2 separate regions of the Anas platyrhynchos genome follow, and region 2 is linked to region 1. Evidence: chromatin contacts called from public Hi-C data. All regions are on one chromosome and are shown on one strand. The core of a region is the stretch at or near the end of the contact, and the rest is flanking DNA. Distances in the headings are between cores, read along the strand shown. Region 1 holds the start of LAMB3 (laminin subunit beta 3). Region 2 overlaps LAMB3 (laminin subunit beta 3).

What was found. A called contact is a pair of places that touch in the nucleus more often than the background predicts.
Region 2: a Hi-C map of liver shows a contact between it and region 1, with 3 times the contacts expected there. The contact joins the enhancer-like site here to the promoter of LAMB3 in region 1. A contact is called at or near these places in 3 of 8 Hi-C or Micro-C datasets (liver, skeletal muscle and subcutaneous adipose tissue).

What each region holds. Positions count from the first base shown.
Region 1 is chr27:7,873,778-7,881,603 of IASCAAS_PekinDuck_T2T, reverse strand. It overlaps LAMB3 (laminin subunit beta 3), which reads right to left and starts at 3,341. Exons shown (of 24, transcript XM_072028251.1): 1 at 3,142-3,341. It overlaps TRAF3IP3 (TRAF3 interacting protein 3), which reads left to right. Exons shown (of 16, transcript XM_072028260.1): 9 at 1-54; 10 at 581-718; 11 at 893-1,028; 12 at 1,630-1,713; 13 at 1,793-1,852; 14 at 2,381-2,529; 15 at 3,806-3,919; 16 at 4,111-4,365. The coding sequence ends at 4,194. It overlaps IRF6 (interferon regulatory factor 6), which reads right to left. Exons shown (of 8, transcript XM_072028263.1): 6 at 7,720-7,826; 7 at 7,212-7,330; 8 at 6,345-6,931. The coding sequence ends at 6,710. C27H1orf74 (chromosome 27 C1orf74 homolog) reads right to left here and starts at 6,252. Exons shown (of 1, transcript XM_005023322.4): 1 at 4,930-6,252. The coding sequence starts at 6,040. The coding sequence ends at 5,222.
Region 2 is chr27:7,917,317-7,925,142 of IASCAAS_PekinDuck_T2T, reverse strand. LAMB3 (laminin subunit beta 3) reads right to left here. Exons shown (of 24, transcript XM_072028251.1): 5 at 1,351-1,465; 6 at 1,122-1,195; 7 at 649-840; 8 at 180-243. Among named protein-coding and RNA genes, the nearest start is that of G0S2, 14 kb to the right of the region's middle. Within about 2 kb of position 3,437, at least 7 of the 8 cell types and tissues checked have an H3K27ac peak or open chromatin away from gene starts, as enhancers often do. A contact at or near this core is called in subcutaneous adipose tissue, where this site is marked.

The DNA of each region.
Region 1 (7,826 bases), core at 2,092-4,591:
CAGAAGATGCTCGAAGACAAACTCCAAGCAGAGCAGCAGCTGCAAAACTCTCAGGTAAGAAACGTGTTTTATACCTGATTGTTTTTTAAGTTACTGAGCAAGGTCAGTTTAGTGCCAACCTGTGTTCACGTAAGCCCCACATCAGGTTATTAAGAACAGCACATCTGGAGACACACACCGCTGCTCAGCAGTTAGGAGTGTGTTCCCTTTGCTGCCCCACTCCTCACCCCATCCCCTCCCCATGCCCACCAAGCCACAAGCCGCACACAGCATCCAGCACACGAGGTCTCTGGAGATGCTTTCTCTGGTGTGACTTCACATCCAAACAGCTTTTTCCCAGGAGGCATCCTGCGGATCAAAGGAAACTGCTGGCAGGCATTTTCAGGACACTAACCAAATCGTGTCCCAAGCCCTACCAGCCTTCCCTGTCCCCACATCGTCCCACGGCATCAGATCCATGCCAGGTTACGACAGGTTGGAGCAGCGTGGGGCTGGGGCAGCGTGAGGCTGGCCTCCCCCTGGCCTCCCGCGGCACAGTCCCATGGGCAGCAGGTCCACCCGCGGTCCCCGCTTCCCCCAGAGATGCCTGGAGGTGACGAGGGAGGACCTGGCCCTCTGGAAGGTGCACTACACCACGCTCAAAGCCGAGTGGACCCAGATGACCAAGACGCAGAGCGAGCTGGAGAGCAACCTCCACATTCTGCAAAGCAAACTGCAAGTACGTCAGCTCCCCTGCGGGAACGGCACCATCTCCCACTGAGCCCGCTTTTCCCACCTAATTAAAAAAAAAAAAAAAAAAAAGCCAGTTTGGTGAAGCACAATTACTCTGTCCTCCTCCGTTCGGGTGCCCCCCTCACGTGCCCCCACTAACACCAGGCTCCTCTCGCCCCAGCACACAGCGGCACAGAACGAGCAGCTCCAGCAGGCCCTGGACCGCCTGCAGCAGGAACACGCCGAGCTCCAGCAGCACGCCAGCGCCTTGCAGGAGGACAACCAGCTCCAAGCTGAGCACATCAGCACCATCGAAGGTACCGCGCAGGGGGACGGGACGCTCCTCCCAGTGGAGGACAGATATAAAGCAGATACTCGTAAAGGCCTGATCCTGACAGCCAAGCACACCCAGAATTATCTTCCTCTGAATGCATTGCACATCTCAGCTTGCAGAGAGCCTCTGGTTTCCAAAAGGGCTCCGAACATAGCTTCCAACCAGATTAGAGGTGTTTCAGGAAAGCCAAGTGACTTCCCAAGAAGACAGAGTGGAATGGGAAACCTAGAAAGTCAGAGATCAGTAATTGTTTCTCATGGCTATTTTAAAACAAAATTAAGGAACACCAGTTGGCTGGCAGTTCAGCTTTCACAATAGTCTCACTCAAACGGGTTTAAAGCACATTCAATTAATTTATTCATCATTTAAGATGCACTAGAAGAAGCTACCAAAACTGCAAGTGTAATTAATAGCTAAAAAGTACATTCCTTCAGAGATTAAATTTCAGTGGACCCAACAATCTCTGCTCCACTTTACACATTTGGAGAAAGGGAAATCTGCCATACTTGCATAAAAACACATGGAGATTTGTATCAACCCTGATTTTCTTATTATTTCAGGTTTTCTTACTATTATTATTTCAGGTAAACTGCAAAAAGAACAAAATCAGAAGCTAACATTACAAAACCAGAAGCTATCCTTGGAGGTGACAATCAGCCACCTACACAGTAAGTAACACAAAGAAGCACAGCACGAAAGACCTGCGTTGGTGCCGTGGCCACTGATGGTGACTTTTTATGTCCTCAGACTTGCTGCAGAACCAGACCAACGAGAGGAAAATGCAGGAAGCGATGGTGCAAAGGAAAGGTCAGCAAACTTTCTAACTCCCATCTAGCACTCCTCTAGCTGGACATGGGAATGTTAAAAGTGACTCTAGGAACAGTTTTTATTTGTTTAGAATAAATGATTATTTTAAAACTGTGTGAAATTGGTTATATTTTGTTAGTTAACTTTAAATTTCAAGTGTATTTATGATGGCAAGTACTTAAAAAAATAAAGGGATTTCATTGCAAATTCTACTTCAGTGGCTATACTTTTTTAAAAATATATAGATTTATAGATAGATTCCAGTTTGTAACTGCAATTACAGCTGTACTTGAAGTAATAAAAGGCATTTTAACTCTCCTTCCCTTCCATTTCTGGCAACTACTTGGAAATACTCCTCTAAAGATGATTAACTTGCATCTGCAGGAGAGGCAAGGCTATGATAACTAACTCAGCTCCTCTCTGTGCATAGCATGCAAATATTATCTTTAAACTGTGCTGAGTATACAAGATACAAAGCAAACTGGAAGCCAGGACCTGTTTCTCATCAGAAGCCTGACTGTTTTCTAGATCAGGTTTTCACCACGCAGAGCCCACCTCTCCCTCCTGCCAAGGAAACACAAAATGCTCTGTTAAAGCACCCTGAGGAGGAGGCAGAAGAAAGCCTGAAGGCTGAGATGCAGGAAAGGACATCTCAGCTTACAGCAAAGGAGAACGAGGTGAGGAAGCACTGAGTCACAGCTAGGATGGAGTCACCCCGCTAGGGACTGAGCTCCCAGGAGCGAGCAGGAAAACAACGCATTAAAGCTCCTGAAGGCAGCCAGGGCTCCAGACTGCTCCTGGAACCTGCTCCAAGGATTACCTTTGCTGATTTTTTCTTTTGATACCAGCCTCAGCTACAGCCCACAACAGGTGTGCACAAGGCTGGGGCACTGAGCAGCTTTGTGACCAGGGGCACTGCTTCAGCAGCTCCGGCTGAGCCTCTGCAGGTGAACCCAGTTCAGGGAGAGAAATAGGGAAAAGCCAAAGCAACGCTTTAAGAGCTGAAATCCTGAGCACAAATGAACCAGAGGAAAAGAAAAGGTTCACAGATAACACGAAGGGTCTGCTAACACTAAAAGACAAAACAAACCAACCAAACAAAAAAACAAGAATGTAAAACTTGACCATAAAAAACTCAGAGTTTCCTGACCATGCAAGTTTCCTCTTGCATGGTCTCTCCCGTATCAGAGACTGCTTCAGGACTCAAAACCACAGCACAAACTGCGCCCTCTACCCGCCACCAACAGTCCTCTATTTCTTACAGTGCAATTTAGGTAATGGAGACTTACGAAAATAAGATTTGCAACGTTCCATAGCAGACCTGGGAACGGCGCAGGAGGAAGAGTTGTCCTACAGCCCGACTCCAGTGAGGGCACCAGCAGTATCAGGCAGCACCCTGCCCCAGCTGGGGACGGAGTTTGTAAAAGTGCAACCCCAGCAATAGGGACCAGCTGCGGGGACCAGCTGCAGGTGCTGGGGATGCAGGGCAGCTGGGACCCAGGAGGTGGCAGGGTCTTGCACCGTGCGGCTGGTTGGGACTGAGGGTGCTCTCTGGGATTTGGGGACGTGCAGCGTGACCGAGGCACCCGCCCTATACGTTCCACTGCTCTCACAGAGCAAAGTGAACCCCCTCCCATGATTTTTTACCTCCTGACTTACACACAAAAAAATAGCTATTGCTGTTTTCTCCCATGAAAGACGGCAGCGAAAGCAAACAGGTCACAGGACGGGAATAACCAGGGCACGGGCTGCGTCACCATGTAACCCTGAAATCTGCTCTGTCCTGTGCAGGTATATGTGGGCACAGAGGTGGCAGAAGTGAAACTCCCCCATCACCAGGCTGCCCGTGCACAGGCGAAGAGCCACGGCTGCTGCGGGAGCCCTGCCGGTCTCGGTGTGCCTGGCACCGTGGGGCTCGCTCCCGCTAACGCCCCCGCTAACGTCCCCTTGCAGTGCCAGGAGCTGCGCGCCGAGCTGGAGGCCCTGAGCGAGGAGTACCGCTCCTGCCTGACCAGGCTGCGCCAGTGCCGGGACGAGCTCAACCACGTCCAGAGCAAGCCAGCAAAGGTGGGAGATGTTCCTCGCCTCAGCCCCGCGGCACATGGTCCCAGAGCTTCCCTGTTGTTTGTTTCCACATGGGTCTGGGACAGTTCTCCCGTTTATCCGGGCAGTGTTTAAAGATGAATGAGGTCTGTTAGGAACAATGAGAAGTTTCTTCTGCCCACCAGCTTCCTGGTAATGCTTGCTTCTCTTTGCAGAGACAGCGTGGTAACTGGCTCCCTCTTCTGCTGGCAGTGATAGCAATGGCCATGGCTGCCTTCCTCGCAAACTACCGACCGTGAGGCATCTTCTCAGCGACTTCTGTTCGAAACTGACTTCTGCTTCACCAGCAGCAACAAGTGACGCACCTTCTGCTGCTCTTATACTTACCCTGGTTCGTACCCTGGGCTGGGCTCACTCCAGGCAAACTGACACAGCTCCAATAAATGCAGGGGGATTGCCCCTTCCCTTCACTGCTCTGGTTATTCCTCTTCAGCTCAAGATTGCACTGCCCAGTTCCTGCCCTGAGGGACAAAAACACCCAAACTGACACTCAAACAGCTCATGGGGAATGGGAGAGACAGGGCAGCAGAGAGCTGTTGTCCCGTGTGTTTGGGAACCATGTGTATATGTTTAGAGGAGTACTCAGTTCACTTCATTTATTGTCTCTGTGCATGGGAAACACAGAACCCCAGACCATTTCTTAATGCTGACAAAGAACCAGTCCTCAGAAGGGCTTTCTGTATCACCCCCATGAACCCCATCCCAAGCAGCTTCCCCACCACCCTCCCCCTGTCCCGAGTTCAGCCACCATTCCTCCAGCCTACCAGCGGCCTGTCTCATGGCAGCATCCCCACAGCTGTGTCCACTTCCTTCATGGTCAGTGCCACATTAATTCAACAGGCAGTGTTTTTTATCCCCTTTTGGAGCTGTACAGCCAGTTTTATGGCAGCACCCAACCCTTGTTCAAGTGCAGGTTCAGCTATGAGGTGTGTGACCACATTGTATGAGTACTAAATACAGCATGGAGCCTACAATAAAGTTTTGTTTGTTTTTTTATAAAAATGTGGTGTTATCATTTTTTATTAATCTCCAGTTGTTTGCAGAAAATAAATATACCTGACAGCGCACAGTCAGGATCCAGGCTGTGGATCCCACAGATTTGGGATGTGCACGGACTTGCAGCAACTGGCCTGAGCAGTTGGGGTCCAAGCTGCCACAGCGCAGCCCCCAGTGCTCGGGGGCCTCTCGGGAGCCTCTCGGTGAGGTTTCTCACCTCGCTCCCTGAGGCACGAGAGGCATACGGTGGAAAGTCAGTGTGTGTTCATGTTATAAGGCAACCGCCGGCAGCGACACCACCTCGCTCGAAATGCAGAGGTCCACAAAGTCACTCTGTGCGCGGAAACTGTCCCTCAGGTCATTGCGCCAGGCGTCCAGCACCTCCCGCAGCTCCTCATGGAGGCTCTCGGGGATGCTGAAGGAGTAGATCTGTACCCCGAGCCCGTCCTGGATGCGGGGACAACGTGCCCGCACCGTGAACACCCTGAGCGGCCTCAGCGCCAGGCAGTTCTCGCCGCCCTCCTCCACGGGGAAGTGGTAGGCAGCCGGGTAGCCCAGCAGCACCCCGAACACGGTGCAGAGGTTCCAGCCGGTGGCAACGACCTCGCTGCAGGAGATGGGGCCGGAGGAGGCTTCCTCGGCGGCCACCAAGTGGGCCAGCAAGGCAGCGAGGTGACCCCTGATGGCCTGGGCCTGTGCCGGCCCGCACAGCTGGGGGCTGCCCCTCGCCGCCGCCACGTCCACGAAGGGCCCGGGCCGGGCTCGCAGCGCTGCCTCCAGCCGCCTCCGGGCCCCACCTGGGTGCAGCAGCAGCGCCGAGCCCCCGGCTGCCAGCAGGTGCAGGCGGTGCGGGGCCAGCCCGGCCTCCCGCAGCCGCTCCAGGTAGCGCCGGAGCTCGGCGGGGCCCTCGGCGCCGCAGTCGTACAGCAGCGCCGGCTTCAACCCCGCCGCCACCGCCAGCACCTCCCCGGCCAGATGCAGGGCTCGGGAAGCCGGCAGCCGCCGCCGCCTCCGCCCGCTCCCGGCCCCCAGCGCCTCCCGAGCCGCCGCCACCAGCTGCGGGGCCGGGAGGGGCTCCGGAGCCTCCATCCCCCGGAACGGCTCCGCCACACGCAGCCGCCGCCCGGCACCAGGCTTCCGGGCCGGCCCCCAGCGCCACGCCAGGCCGGGGCGGAGCGGCCTTAGCGGGGAGGAGCGGCCCAGAGCTGAGGGCCCGGCCCCGTAAACACGGAAGAGGGCGCTGAGGGGGCGCTGGCTGCTGGAGGGGGACTTAAAGCCAGGTTTTACTCCAAAAACATCTATAAAATACACGTATATAGAATATAAAGCACGGTGGAAGAAGCACTCGGCTGCTCTTCAGTTGCAGCCAAAGAGAAATAAGACGACGACAAGATGACGTTCTTAATAAACCTTTTAATAAAGCAGTTTTAATAAAGCACAGATTACTTCTCTCCCCCCTTTAGTGATCGAGTGTTTATATACAGCGTGTCAATAGTGGATTTTTAAAAAATATTACAGAATTAAAAATCTGATTTACACGTAGCAAATAGCTAAAAACAGCAGTGAAGCTAGAGGTATTCCTTATGCCCTTTATTTAAAATGCTCCCAAAACAGAAATACCATAGACTGTTGAAAGTGAATCAGAAGACCAGATTTACAAATTTCATTCAGGTTAAGGCAAGGCACTCACTAACATCTCCCCATATGTACAACGCAGGAAACCCTGGGGCACCCTGCAGCAGCAGGACAAAGTGCCTGTCACTGTGCTGGCAGCGGTTGTGCCATGTGCATGGCAGGGGCCTGCATTGGCCACCCCTCCTGGTGGGTCTGCAGCAGGCGGTACAGCTGCTTCAAGTGAGCCACGATGTTGTCCTTGATGTCAGGCGTAGAGATCTGGAGTCGCACACTGCCACTGTCAAAGGAACGCGTGAAGTCACCAGAGAACATTTCGTATATCATCCGGGCCACGACTGGAATGACCTGTTGAAGAAATAGTGAGCCTTTTTAGCCTAGCAGTCACACAGTACATCCCTGTTCCTTGGCAGGAATCCCCTGCAGGACGGTGTCCACAATCACCTAAAACACACTCACAAATTGATGTAATTCAGGACACAAAATCTACCAGCTCTGCTGGGGCTTTTCAGTGCCAATAACCATGACAGAGAAGAACAGTTCTCTGGTTTCTGTGGGTATCAATCCAGAGCCAATACTGTGGCCCCAGCAAGACTGCCATGTGTCACTTCACGACCTTAGTTCCTACCTGAACCACAATCAGCTTTCTCTCCCTAGGTTTTCCATCAGGCCACTCTTCTCCAAAACAGAAGTAGATCTCATATGGTGGCTGTTTTTCAATTTGTCCTTTCTGGTGGGCAATCAGCTCTAGAAGAAAAGCAGAATGCTGCAGTGTTGTCCATCTTTTGGTTAGAAACTCTATGTCCCACCTCGCTGTATTGTCCCGAGTCTTAGCTATACCTCCCACACATCAACAATTACAATTTATTCCTTTAACCCAGAAAAGTTTCCTTTAAAAGCAAGGCCCAACAATACTTTTCAGAGTGTTAAGTAAGTGCACATGCACTTGGTTCTGATGCACACATGCCCCACAGTCCACTGAGGTCAGGGGAAGCAGCAGCCACTACCCATGCTCCATGCATGTGCAAATTAATTAATGCATCCAGACTGACCCCCATGGCAGACCACCCTTTCCAACAGTGTCACCAAGTACTCAGACCAGGCTCCGTTATCTTCCAGATGCAGAAGCTACCTACCACTTAGGAACGTTTCCAGGCAGAATAGTTTGACTTTCTTTTGCCTCTCAATCAAATTTGGTGTGGCGGCAGAAGGCGCACAGGGACCAGACCAGTACACCTTGCAC
Region 2 (7,826 bases), core at 2,188-4,687, 43 kb before region 1:
ATCAGCAAAGCCCCAAAGCTGCTCCTCGACACATCAGAGGTGCCAGGGTGGCCTTGGGACACACAGCAGCTCGGGGCCTGGCTGCTCCCCGGCAGGGCCGAATCCCCCATGGCACCTCAGAATAGCCAGGAGCTGCCCCCTCCCTCCCCTCCCAGACATAAAGGAGGCTGGTGGCTTACTGCTGACAGCCTGGCTGTACGAGGTAGTAATGGTCGATGCCAGATCTTGGACACTGAATTTCACCTGAGAAGGGGGAAAGAGAAAAAAAAAAAAAAGAGAGAGAAAAGTTAAAGCCCAGGACAAGCAGGGTGCTGTTCCTTCCTGCCCTGGGCAGTGAGGCTGTGTGTGCTCCAGGCCTGCCTCCTCTGCAGAGCCCTCACTTAAGGCAAGGAAAAGGCCCTGGAGGGTTTTGCAGGAACCAACACAGCCCACAGAGCAGGGCTTTCCTCTCAGAGGAGCTCCCCCCCAGCAGTGCTGGATGCACACCAACTGCATCCCTCTCCAGGTGCAATACCTGCAGGTTTCTGGGCCACCGCAAGTTTCCAGGACATCACATTGGCCACCCTCCCCAGACCCAGGGTCACGCTGCAGGGCACAGGCACCTGCTGGGTCCTTTCCCCAGCCCCCCAAGCCCCTCCAAAATCTCACCTTGCCCCCGTGCGCAGGGTACCTGTGCTGGGCCTGCAGCACCTGGCACCGAGCGTCCCCCCAGCTCTCAGGGGAGCCCCGGGGGACGTGGGGGAAGGCGGTGGCGCAGTCGGAGGCGAGGTACTGGTACACCTCCCAGGTCTTGCCGAAATCGGTGGAGCGCTCGATCAGCATCGCGGTGGGCAGCGGCGACTGCAGCAGTGGGGAGAGAGGCACACGTGTAAGGCTGCGCTCCCAGCTGGCTTCCATACAGGGCTGGAGGGCAGGATTTTTCAGCAGGATGGGGGCCCTGCACCCTGCTCTGCTCCTCCCAAACACCAGGGGAATGGGGGAAAGGGAGAATGGGGCACTATTGCTGGCCTGCTTCCTATCGGGAGCCTGGGGGGAGCCATGCACTGAGACCCCCACGTGTCACTGAGAGCCAGAAATGCCCATCCACCACCACCCAGGACATCCCCACGCTGCATACAGACCCTGAAGTCAAGCACGATGCCGTCGAGCTGGAACTTCTCATCCAGATCCAGCTGCAAATAGACGCGCTCTATGCCTGCGGACACAGAAAGGCAGCTTCAGAGATGCAGGCTACAGACTTTAGAAAAACAAACCATTTTGCTGCCCGAGCCGAGATGCCTCTTTTCTCTCTTTCCCCCATCCCACTGAACTTAACGCCTGCCCTGGCCGCTGCCGGGGGCCGGCACTCACCGCTCTGGGACTGCCACCAGCGCGCGCGCCCGGCGGAGGACAGCACGTTTGCGATGCGGTGCCCGTTGTGGGAGTGCGGCAGCCGGGAGTCACACCTGCAGCATCTCATGTTCCACTGCAAGGAGAAAGGGTGGGTGGGAGCCCGGCCGGGCACGGACCCAACAAAGGCCCCACAGCCACCGGGCAAAGGCCCAGTGCAGCAGGGACTGAACCGAGGAGCACGCGGCATCGATGGAGCTGAGCTGTTGGAGGCCTGGGGAACGATGCTCGGGACCTGAGCAGTTGCCCTCACTTCCCATAAAATAAAATAATTTAAAAAAAAAAAGCAACTCATGAATTTAAGGATTAAAAACCAAAACCAAAATTGTTTTGACTAAAACATATTTTTGGCAAAACACCAAAAAAATGTCTTTTTCAACCACCCCCCCCCTCTTTTCCGCAATGACAGCTCTCGATAAAAAGCTCTTTGCAGCTTTTCAGCACCAGCTTGCCTTTTGCACAGGGCTGAGCGGGCTGTTTGTTTGGGCTAACAGAAAGGCCTTTCTCTCGCATCCAAAACCCTGCACGGGGCTCGGCCCCTCTGCACTCTCCCCTCCGAGCAAAGCGGCAGCAAACAGCTCGGCGGGTGAAAAGTCAGCGGGTGGAAGTCGAGTGGCTCAAAGTTCAGCCCTTCACTTGAGCAAGGCATTCAAGGAGCAAACAGATGTGGCCCAGGGAACACGGGGTCTGGAGAAAACAGGGTCCCCGGGGAGCAAACAAATCCCCAACCAAGCAACGCGCCGTGCCGGTGCTTCCGAACGGCTGCTGGGTGCCCGCAGCACATGAGCGGGCTCAGAAACACGCGGAAAGGGGCAGAAAGGAGATTGAGCAAGAGACGGGACAGAGCAGGAAAGGTCCAGAACCTGGCCAAGGGGAGAGCTGGGCACAGAGAAGGGAGATTGGCTGGGTGAGGGCACCACGACATGGGGGAACCCTGCAGGTGAAGCTGAGGTGGGGAGAAGAAGGTGCCGGGGGCCGGTGCAGCCGTGGGTGATGACCAAGCCTGCGGCAGACCCGCAGGGGATGGCCTCGGCTGCAGCACCCGGCACCGAGCTACGTGGCCATCAGGCAGGGGAGAGCACGAGAAGGGCACTCAGCACCTCCAGCTGGGCACCACAAGGACGGAGAGCAGATGCTGCCTGCTGGAAAGGGTCCCAGGGCTGCGCATCAAGGAGGGCGGTGAGCGGCATAGGGCAGCGTTGTCCCAAAAGCCAGAATGATGCGAATTATTTAGGCTGGAAGCTGAAGTCATTGGCCAGCAGAGCTGTGAAGCAGCAACCCAAATGCTGGGGTGGGGCACGTGTTTCACCCTGACACATCCCAAAGGCTGAGAAATTGAAGAAGATCAAGCGCTGCATTTGCCCACGGTGTCAGGATCAGCCGGGACGGCGCGGAAAGGTCGTCCTGGAGGAACTGGGTTTGATGGGAAAGGAGGGGAGCCCCTGGCACCAGGCACAGCAGCTGTCACTGGGACGGCAACATGACACCCCACTGCGAGGGCTGGTGGCCGTGAGATGGCACCGGAGGCGCGGGTGGATCTGGGACCCCAGTGATGGGATCGGCTTTCAGCAGCAGAGCCACGCAGCAGGCGGCAAGCAGTGCTTTGTACCCCTCTCCGTGCTAAAATCGCCCCATCTGCTACTTAAACAAAGGAGCAGGTTCCAGCTGATGATCCTACACACGCTGGGTTTGGGAGAAATCTGTGCCTGGGAGAGGCAGCAGGAGGCAGTGGCAGAGGGTGCGGTGGGACGAAGGTTTTTGTTTTCCCTTTTAAACCACGGAAAGGTCAATTCATATTTATAATTATTTCCTTACTCCTGAGTTAGGATCATCTAAGTCAGTCAAGTCTTATTTCTACGAAAAGGGACTCAAAACCATCAACACATTTTTTTTTCTTTTTTTTTTTTAACTTAAAGACAAATTAACGGGACAACTGCCCAGGGGTCAGCTTCCAGCACCCCCCGAGCTGAGCTCCCTGCCCAGGCCCAGGAACCTCTCGGCACTGCACTGGGCAGGGAGAAGATGCTCAGCGTAAACCAATCTGTTTCCATAATATTTTCCACTCTTTATGTTCTCTGTCTATAAATATCCCAGAACAGGAGTTGGCTAACTACAATATTTATAACAATATTGCAGAGTAAGCAAACAGAGAGGCTTCAGACTATATAATCATGCAATTTCCCTGGCTTTACCAACTCCTCCTGGCTCTGCCAATAAAATCAGAAACGTTATCTGATCCAGTCAGAAGAATTCATTGCAGATAATGACTGCTAGCAGCAGAGTGTCAGGAAAGCTACGGCAATTATCCCCAGAAATAATCTAGCCAACAATTGCCAATAATGATTAAACTTCACAACGGTTCTGACTGTGATTAGAGCAGGGGGGAGGAAGGCTTCCTGCAAGGGGAAAGGTCAATGTCAGCTCAATAATTCAGTGGGAGTTACTCATGCATACTTATGAAGACCATTCATAGGGCCACAGACACAAACACATCCTAGCCACCACGAAGCAGAGCTGGCAGCAAACCTTGGCCAATTTATGGTTTCCCTGCTTTATCTGCGGGGCCCTCCCAGCACATCCCAGACCCCTGCACAGGCTGTGCCTGCTGCCAGCCCCACAGCACCAGGGCCCAGGGAATTTGGCTCCATTCCCTGCCAAGGAGGAGAAAAAAAAATTAAAAAAAAAAAATTCCTCCCACAGCCACAGACCTGAGTGTGAAAAGAGTGTTGTTGCCCCCCTCCCCCTGCCCCGATTTTTATTGAGGCTAAAATTAACACTGGAAACAAAACTCATTTCATGTACTCTGAGCATATTATGAAATTCCTCTATTGCACAACACAAGAATTCACTATTACTGCCTGTGACTATGTGTCTCAAAGTTCCTTGGGACAGAGGGAATTACCAAAAATGACATTCCAGCTCCGGGTTGAGGGGAGAGTTTCCAGGAGCCCATCTTTCCCCAGTTCTCCCCCTCATTTTCAGCAGCAGAGCAGCAGCCTCAGTAGATTGATCTGAGCCGGGCTTGCCAGGAATAGACCAGGGCTGTGGGAGGACGTGACGGGAAGGGAAATTCAGAGGGCACAGTCCAAGCTTGGCCACCAAGCCCCTGGCCCCGGCTCTCCGTCTCTCCTCCCCTCTCTGCCAAACAGCAAAGACCACAAACCGAGTGCTACCGGCACGAAGAAGGGGCGTGAGCTCCAGTAGCTGTCAGACCCAGGGCTGGAAAGGGATAAGGGATATAGGAAAGCAAAAGAAAATGTAGGTCTGCTTGGAAACTGCTAGCTACCCTCCTATCAGGAGAAGGACATTTGAGAGGAAAAGCTAGCGCGTTGAGAATAAACAGGTTTGTGGTTTAGAAAGAAATGGTGGAGGAAAAATAATTATGCAAAGGAACAGCCAGCTGCTGGGGATGTCAGTACATTACATGGAAAAGCAGCCCAAACTGCAAACCGGGATGCATGATGTGCTCCACGAGAGGAACGAGCCCATGTCTCTGCAGGTGACCACCAGCTGTGAAGGCTCCCCCGCGGCTCTGCTTCAGGGTTTTGCTGCTCTCCTGCTCTGACCTTGTGAACCAGCCACCAACTCACCTCCCGCACCTCCCCTCCCCTTTTTTTGGGGCAGAAAACCTCAAACCATTCGAAGCTGATGGACTCTGCCCAAAGTATTTCACAGAGCTGCAGCTGCCATTTCAATACGAGCAGAGAGCCCTTGAAACATAACCTGCTGGCAGAAGCGTGTAACCCAAAATAAATCCCATCAGCAAATATGGGAAGCTGCCTCTCTCCAGTCATGAAATGGAAACCTTTAATCGCTGTGGAGACCTTGGAGGCCCTGTTCTTGTCCCGGCCCGTGTCAGTCGGAGGCAGTGTGTCAGTCGGGCTCCTGGCACACTGCCTCCCACAGGGGACCTCGTGGGGTCTTGCACGCTTAGTACCGCCCGGGACGGTAATTGCTGTGCCAGGTTTATTTGGGGACAGCGTGGAAGGTGGTAGGAATTCGTATGTATATGTGTGCATACAGAGAGGCAGAGCATTATTTGAAAACAGGCTTGGCAGCAAGACGTTATGTTAGGAACAAGGACACCTGTTAAAGCTGAGTTATGCAATTCCCTTTTCCAGCCCGTTTGACTTCCCCGCTAGCACCAGCTGCACAACATTTCCGTACCGGGCCAGCGGAGCAGTAAGAGCTCCATATGCTTCCCACGGGAAGATGCTGTAGAGGTTACCCATGGACGTCATCGTGGTTAAACTTCTCAGCGAGAAATTTGGAGCTGCAAAGCTGGACCATGCTTCAGCTCGAAGCACAGGTGGATGTGTTAGCCACAACATCCCACGCCACCTCCTTGCTTGGCTGGTCAGAAGTGAGACCATGTGCTCTGAGGTCGTGCTCAAAACATGAACAGAACTCTGTCTCTCCGTCTGGTTTTACTGGCACTCCCCAAATTCAGAGGTGATCGCAGGAGCAGGACAAGCATCCCATGCCTGAGGCTTAAGGAAACGAAGTTCATTCCTCTTGCTTAAAAGCAAGCATGTGGGTGCCTGTTTTCCTCACCCAGTCTGTTCTCGCATCATCTCCCCTCAGAAAAGCTTTATTTAAAACCTGCCAGGATGACAGTCTGCAAATCCATCCTGCACGAGCTGGGCCCAGCTCTCCGCACGCTGCTGGGGCCCGGCTGCCTCTGCAGCTTGTCTGCGAGGGGATGACGTGATGTCTCAGAGCATATGTGGCAATTTGCACTTGTGTAGCAAAAAAAGATAGAGAGAATGGAGGAGGAGGGGGAAAGAAGTGGGAAATTGCCTTTTTTTTTTTCTTCTGAATTCACTGCAGGTAGAGACACATCCCTGCAGCCAAGAACGAGGTGTGTCTGGATGCCAGAGCAGGATGTGATAAGCACAGGGCAGCAACCCATGGCTGCTCTGCTACCTCCGATGGGTCAGGAATACAAATTATTCGGCGTGAACCTTGACATTATGAAGCAACAGCCTACACCAGGAGCCCTGCGCTGAGCAGGGGGATCCCCTGCGGTCCCATCCGACCACAGTCATTTCCCAGTTCTGAGGATGCTTTTTTTCTCTGCAAAAGACTTGGGTTTGATTCACAACTGGGGTCTAAAAAGCAAACGAGCTGGGGGGCACAGGGGTGCTTAAACACAATGGGGAGAGATGCTACCGACCAGCCCTGCCACCGGCACCAGGAGAAGCCCTCTGCCACTGCCCGGTGGTCTTGCACTCCTGCACTGAGTTGTGCACGGATTAGGCTCCTCGGGTGCCTGCCACCTCGCATCCTCACCCAGCTAACCCCACATCACAGCATGAGGAGGGTGATTCTCACCCTTCATTGCTCACATCCTCCACACGCCCATGAAAAGCAGGTGAGAAAAGGCAGAAAAGCTCAGTCATTGACCTTACACAAACAACATTTTCATATCACAAGTTTCCCAGGGTCAGGGTGGGAGGACCCATGTAATTGCCACATGGACACAAACTGCTTTGCTCTAGGAAGTGGAACAAACAGAAGGAAACCTGTTTTTTCCTTATCCTGCCTCTTTGACAAAAGATTTCACAGTGATGTGGAGGGTGCTTCGGATACCTCCGAATTAAGAAAATATCCAGAATAGTCTGTAGCTATTTTCTAGTTCTGAATAAGTCCTCAAGCTGAAAACATTGCAGGAGCCCAGAGGACAGAAGCATCTCTTGAGAAGCATTGATCTCATGCAGCAAGAACCAGCCAAGGCAGTAGTGTTGCAGAGCCGAATGCAGCACGAAGCCTTCGCGCTGTCCACAGAAGGGGCAGCCGGGCCAGGAACCTGATAATCCGCGTGAAAATCACACCACACCTTCCCTCAGCTACAGCTGCCCATATTGCTACCAAAGCACTATGCTTAGCATTTAAATACAGAGATAAGTTAACGGGGCCTTGAATCACACCTCGCTTGGGAGTCTTGCCACATCCATCAGTGCCTTTAGGACTCCAAATCTAGGGCCACCTATTTTTCCCTTTCATTTTCCATCTTCCTTTCGCTTCCCCGCTGACTCCAACAGCCATTTCCTGAGCACTGAGTGGTTTCCATTGGTCTGCCTGGTTTCCACCCCCCATCACTTTGCTAATCATCGCCGCAGTCCCTGTGCTATAAATGGCCATTCCGAGGCTCTCCTGGCTTTCGCAGCCAAGGCATGGAGCAATCGGCGGTGCAAAGTATAAAGGTTAGAGGGATCTGGAGCCAGAATGCTGGAGCAGACAACGGAGCAGGGGCCGAGATCGGTGCCCACAGTGAGCAGCCCAGCAGCATTGCAAAAGAGCCCCCGGGGGGCCGCGGGGCTGGCGGTGGGGCCAGACAGCTCGCAGCCGCCAGCTGGCACGGGGGCATCGGCAGCCAGAGCAACCCCTCATCCCATGCCCTCTGCTGAGATTGCAAAACTGACTCCAGATTTGTA